Regions from separate parts of the Hordeum vulgare genome. Here region 2 is linked to region 1. The links are chromatin contacts, called in public Hi-C maps. All regions are on one chromosome and are shown on one strand. The core of a region is the stretch at or near the end of the contact, and the rest is flanking DNA. Distances in the headings are between cores, read along the strand shown.

Region 1 (3,384 bases), core at 743-3,242:
TGTTCGTCACCAAACCAGCCAGGCTACTGGTCTTTTGGTCCTGCTAGTCGTTGCGCAACGGCAACATTATGTTTTCTTTTCATTTCTTATTGCAACTTTGTAGAAAAGCAAAGAAAAGCAAGAGATCACCAGCAACCCAACACACATGTGGGTTGCACACGACGTTCCAACTCTCATTGGATAACACAAAGTGGGGGTTCTCCGATAGTGGAGATTAACTTAGACTAGTGTCATGCACATGACATTAGTTTAAGTTATCACTTTCGTAGTGTAAAGTAACTTAATGATAATATCATAGAAGACTTTATTTATTAATGTTTAGACTCATCTTTACCTCCAAAAGCGTTATGTTACAATAACATATTATGTTACTTTAAACACATCTCTCTTCATTACCTACATGACACACAGGGCCGGCCCTGAGGGGGGGCGAACGGGGCGGCCGCCCCGGGCCCCCAAAAATTAAGGGCCCCCTCCAGTATGTGTACGTAGAGTGCAACACAAGTATATACTTCGAGCGAAAAAAATGAAGCCAAACTCAAAGATGCATCAGCCTCTCGCGACTCTGCTGCTAGGCCTAGGAAAGAATAGGAGAGATGGTGAGCCTGACCCATATTTACACGTACATGCAGCAGAGGAAAGGAATCGTTGGATTCGATTGAAGGAATCGCTGGACTCACGGACGATTTCCTTTTTCGTCGGATCGTTCGGTGGCCTCATTCCCTGCCCTTTTTCATGTTTCATTGACCGATCTTCAACTAATCGCCTTTAAGATTTCAACTCTGCCTCCTGACGAACGACGCGATGGCTGCAGCAGGCACGTCTCCTCGCGCACGCCTTCCCCCCTCCCGTGTTCTTCTTCTTATTTTTTTTTTCTAATCCCGATTTCTGAATTCTATATCGATCAAAGATATAAATAGGGAATTGTTGTCGGGGTGATCAAATCATTGCGCACATATTGCCAGGTTAGACTACAGAGAGAAGGTATTGTACTACGCCCTAGCAGATTTTCTCATGATATTATATCAAGATTTCCTGTAATTAATCTAACTAGCAAGGTTGCGAGGGCATTGCTCTAGACATTATTGAATATATCTCAGAAAGAAAACCATATTACCAACATGAACTCTTGGAATGAAGTGAGAAAGCATGAAACAAATTGACAAAGAGTTACCAAAGCTTGGTAACATTATGCATTGAGAAAAAAAAATGCTTCATGAAATTGATATTGATACTATCATCAATGATTTTGCAGTTTGACATATTAGGAGAAAATTGTGAAGGTATATGTAATACATTATTTGGTACACACTGAATAGTTTTTCTTTTTGATACAAAAGATATCTACATATAATGAATCGTACCTAGACATTTATACTAAGGACCACAGAGGGCCCCCAATAATAGTTTCGCCCCAGGCCCGGCCCTGATGACACATAAATAAATTTATCTTAAAATACGCTATCTTGCTAGCTAAGTTACTTGCACTATGAACGCGTGCCATTTCTGCGATTTTGTAGTACCATGCACACTAGCCATTGATTAACTACTCTTCAGCTAAGAAGCCAATGGATGGGTGGATCACACATGCCCTGTGTTTCCTCGAGGACAAACTGTAGTACTAGCAGCACTGTTTACAAGCCGCTTGATTTTTCCAGGTTTCTATCCCCATCTCTTAATGTACAGTAGGGCATATTACAACCTGGATTAAACCATGACTGCTTACTAACCATCCCGTTGCTCCCATGCATTCCATGCATCGATCCGCTACCTTTTCCCAAGAAACAAAGGCGGCTTCCTTTTTTAAGGTTCCATGCATGCATGCATGCATGTAGATGTAGGTGATCCGTGACTCACTCGACCGATCCATGAGCTTTGTATTCTCCGATTGACGATCATGATCAGCTCATCACCAACCCTCTCTTCCTCCTCAGCTCGGCTCCATCCATCCACCATCCGTCCCGGTCCAGGACAGCGACACCCGTGGACGGTTGCAGATGCCTCCACGTGGGATCCCCCACGAACCCCCTCCATGGCCCACTCCCCCTCCGGACACGTGGAGCCTCAGCCCCCACGTCGGATCCACCCATCTTGGTGCGCCGCCATTCCCTGTGCTCGCCTGTGTGGCCTCCACAACGACAGGGACGGAGCCATGCTTATCCTACCCCCGAGGCCGGATCTAAAAGCCTCCGGCACTGGACGAGGTACGTCTAGGTGATGCTCCAGTTGCTTTCATTCATGCTTTTGAAAAACGATGGACCCTTTTGTGTTCTTTTCGTACTACGCACGGAGTGTGCATCGAACAGATGGTTAATAAGGATTGGAACAAGAAGGAAGAGCCCTATAGCTGTTGATAAATAATGCGCCCGGCATCAATCCATGCCGGTTTGCTTGCTAGCTTCCGTACTTACATTGATTAACTGCTGCGTTCCTTGCAAGGCATCTGATTAAGATCGGCAGCCAATTATGTGAATTGTTCGTCGGGCGTGTCATTCATGAGGATCGAATAACTTACTTTCGCGTGTTTATGTACGTTGTCATAGTATTTAGGTCGCGTTTGGAAACGGTGTAATTAAATACGAGTGTATTTTTTTACAACTGTATCTTACAGACGAAGGGTTATTTTCAGCAGAAAATCGAAACGACGGTCTATAAATTTAACAGTGTAAGGCCCTGCTTGGAATGGACGACATATTCCAATACAGAGGTGTATAACTTACACCTGTAATTTACTGGCTGCTGTGCAAATTCCTGTCGGAAGTGAAACGGCGGAGGCAGGTCTGTATTGTCTACAAGTGTATTTACAAGAGAAACGGTGATTCAAACAGAACATAAATGAAATGAAAACGCTAATTCAAACATGGACTTGGTTTAATCCCTTCTGTGGGTAGACATAGGGGATGCCCGCTGCTTTACCACCGATGGTGATGTCCATTGATCTTAGCATCCCCATCGTTGTGCACTTTGGACCTCATTAAACCGGAATTGATGCATGCGTTCTTTTTTTAGAAAAGGAGGATATACCCCCCGGCCTCGCTTGTAGCTTGTTAGAGTAATATTAGAGGTTGCATCTTCTGTGCATATTTATTTCCGTTAAGATATCAAACATTTTCTGCAAGAACAACATAAAATAGGAGAAATAAATTAACTCAAGGCTTTCTATGTTTAATTTGGCGAGAAGGGTCAGATCTGTAATAAAGATTAATCTTCAGCATAGAGCATCTCAAACGTAAACATAAATCCATCAAGATTCTGAAATCATCGAACAACCACTACTACTTGCAGAACAAGCCGCGACTGCGCCGATGTGGTCGCTTCACTAGCGAAGCCGGCTCGACCTTGTCGATGATAGCTAGGAAGTCTTCATGCATTTGCCCCTAAGGA
Region 2 (3,169 bases), core at 618-3,117, 170 kb before region 1:
TCCTTCACCTCCAGATCCATCGACCACGAGCTCGTCCCATGCGGTCCCAAGGAGGAGACGCCCGTCCGGCTTGCGCTCCGCCGTTGCCCGGAGGAGGCCGCACGACGGCAACGTTCGAATTCGCAAAGCCAGGAATCCATTGCATCCGCACAACCGGTAGTTGGATCCGACGTTGCTGCCTCATCGGAGGTGGTGTTGTCCGTCTGGCGTTCGAACGTTGTGGCGGAAGCGCACCCGCTGTGTTGGCGCGCCGAGCACGAAGCATGACCGACCTCGAACGATGTCATGGCACGACGTGGTCGTCGGGCGAGGCAGCGGGCATGAGATGCGACGGAGGCCCTCGCGGCGGTGGATGTTGAAGAGGCGGAGTTGCACTCTCCGACGCCCAGTAGGGTGCAGCACTGTGATCGACGCAACCGCGTCGTGGTGGACGTCGGCTCCTCCCAGAAAGGATTCATCATCGACCGGCACCGTTCGGGTTCCGGGCTAAACGAGTAAGAGTAGAGCTTGTGAGACGGCGGAAGCTCGACTCCCATGAACTGGCTAGTGTCTTATGTCCTATTATACCTTGTCGATGACCTAACCGACATTATAAGGGGTGCAACCAGTCATCGGACATGGTACGACGGAACCGGACAAGCTTCATTTAGTATTAGTCTTACGTTGCATGTAGCTGCATTATTTAAGACGGTCGATGAGTGTCTACAACGTGTCCGGACACGTTCGTGAACGTTTGAGGGATCGGTTTTAAGGAGTGCGGTCTAACGTCTCTTTTCGTGAGCGCGCGTGGCCGATGAGCCAACGGAAGAGGGAAAGCGTGGCTGGGTCCTGCGGGCAGTGCTGTGACACAGACACATGATGCATGCAAAGCTATCTATCGATCGCCGATGAGCTGTAGACGGATTATGCGCTTGCGCTGTCCCCCGGCCATTGGACGTCCGCACGTACGGCCCTCGTGAGGGGACACCATCTAGTTGCATGAATCCCCTTTTATCCGTCTAGCCATGCTAGGATCCATTGTCGAGCTTGCGTGGCTATGGGCCATGGCTACTCGTTGGTTCGACCATTGCGATCGTGTGCCGTCCTGTAGATACTACGAGCATCGCTCGATGGGTAAGATTTTGTTGCCACCATGCCACGGTCTGCTGCTACTCTCGCTAGAAAAGCAAAGAAACCTCGGTCTCGCCCGGCGTCTGGGGAGATCACCAGCAACCCCCAGCACGCATGTGGGGCGCAGACGAGGTTCCAACCCTCATTGGATAGCGCAAAGTGGGGGTTCTGGGGACGGAGACGGAGTAACAGTGGTAAGCCTGCCATCTCTGCGATTGTACTGGTACTACTACAATGCACACCTGCCATTGATTAACTGCCCTTCAGCCAAGCCGCCAATGGACGGGTGGATCGCACCTGCACGGCTGCACCTGTGCTGCGTTTCCTGGAGAACAAACTGTACTGGCAGCACTGTTTTTTTTTCGTACGTACTGGAGTACGAACCAAACTTATTACCCGTTAACTAAGCCACGCATTGATTTTCTTTTCCTTCAAACGTATTAGAGTTAAACCATGACCGCTTACTAATCATCGTTCCCTTGCTCCCATGCAATGCATTGCATGCATTGATCCGCCACCTTTTCCCAACAAACAAAGGCCGCTTCCTTCTTTAAGGTTCCATGCATGCATGCATGTAGATGGAGTAGCTTTGTATTGTCTGGTTGATGACGATGATTAGCTCATCACCAACCCTCTTGCTCCTCACCTCAGCTCAGCTCCATCCACCAATACCATCCGTCCAGGTCCAGGACAGCGACGCGCCTGGACGGTTGTAGATGCCTCCACGTGGGATCCCCCACGGACAGCCCACTCCCCTCTGGACGCGTGGCATCTTCGCCCCCACGTCGGATTCACCCATCCTGCTGCGCCGCCGTTCCCTGTGCTCGCCCCTGTGGCCTCCACAACGACAGGGACGGACAAGTGCTTATCCTTCCTGCCCCGGACTAAAAGCCTCCGAGAGTAGTACTAGATGTTGTACGTTTATTCCTTTGATGAAGAAAAATGAGGGACCCTTCTGTGTTCTTTCGGCACCGGCAATGTCCATCGATCGGATGGATACTACGGATTGGACGAAGAAGAACCAATGCCATATGATCGATATATATATATATATATATATATATATATATATATATATATATATATATATATATATATATATATATATATAATGCGCCCAGCATTGATCCGTGCCGGTTTGCTTGCTTGCCTTGCTTCCGTACTTTCTTTGATTAACTGTTGCGTTCCTTACAAGGCAATTTGATTAAGATCAGCAAGCCAATGATGTCAATTCTTCGCCTTGCCTCGCCTGTTATTCGCGAGGATCGAATAATTTAGTTTCTCATGTTCATGTACTTGATCATTAGGGTATTTGGTTTAGTCCCTTTTGTGGGGCAGACACAGGGGATAAACGCTGCTTTACCACTGATGGTGATGTCCATTGATCTTAGCACTCGCATCATTGCGCACTTTGGGCTCCATTAAACCGAAGTGCATGCATGTGTTCTAGAAGACGCATGTTAGAGTAATATTTGAGATTTCACTCTTCCGCGATCGTTTTAATCTCGCGGGAAGAGATCAAGATTTGTCTCCAAAAAGAACTTGCGTGGGAGAAACAAACTTGAGGTTTTCCTATGTAGGGTCTCGACGTTCTTTTCGCCTTTTGCTCAATTACAATCTTTATTTTAAGCAAACCATATTCTACTTTCCTACCCACTCCACCCCTAGACATATTTTTCCATTTGTTGTCTAAACTTTGAGCTGCTATTCGTGAAAGTTTTGAGCTTTATTCCCTCTAACCTAAATTAATGTATGATCTCCTGGTGATGATCTATGGCATTATTGTGCTAGCTACATTGATCCCAAACTCCGATTCTATTTTTTCTCCTCAGTCTAAGCAGTGGTGCTTGTGGCCTTTAATTTCTTTGCTGTAGGGCCTAGCCATCCAGTGGTTGGGTGTGATGGAGCCTAATTTGAGGAGGAAGCAACGCTAAAGCAAGGAAACCCCATGCCTTTTAGCATAACAAAACCCGGAGCTTTGCCTTTCATGATGCTTAGGTTTGGCTAATATATGTCTTTGGCCACTAATGTCATCACCCATTAGCACACCCACACTTTT

The links. Hi-C and Micro-C count contacts between places; a contact is called where the count stands out from the background.
Region 2: a contact with region 1 is called in a Hi-C map of leaf, with 4 times the contacts expected there. The contact joins two enhancer-like sites. A contact is called at or near these places in 4 of 6 Hi-C or Micro-C datasets (leaf and seedling).

The regions. Positions count from the first base shown.
Region 1 is chr3H:575,908,514-575,911,897 of MorexV3_pseudomolecules_assembly, reverse strand. No RefSeq gene overlaps it. Among protein-coding and RNA genes, the nearest start is that of LOC123445254, 100 kb to the right of the region's middle. Within about 2 kb of position 1,992, at least 3 of the 3 cell types and tissues checked have open chromatin away from gene starts, as enhancers often do. A contact at or near this core is called in leaf and seedling, where this site is marked.
Region 2 is chr3H:576,075,964-576,079,132 of MorexV3_pseudomolecules_assembly, reverse strand. No RefSeq gene overlaps it. Among protein-coding and RNA genes, the nearest start is that of LOC123445255, 140 kb to the left of the region's middle. Within about 2 kb of position 1,867, at least 3 of the 3 cell types and tissues checked have open chromatin away from gene starts, as enhancers often do. A contact at or near this core is called in leaf and seedling, where this site is marked.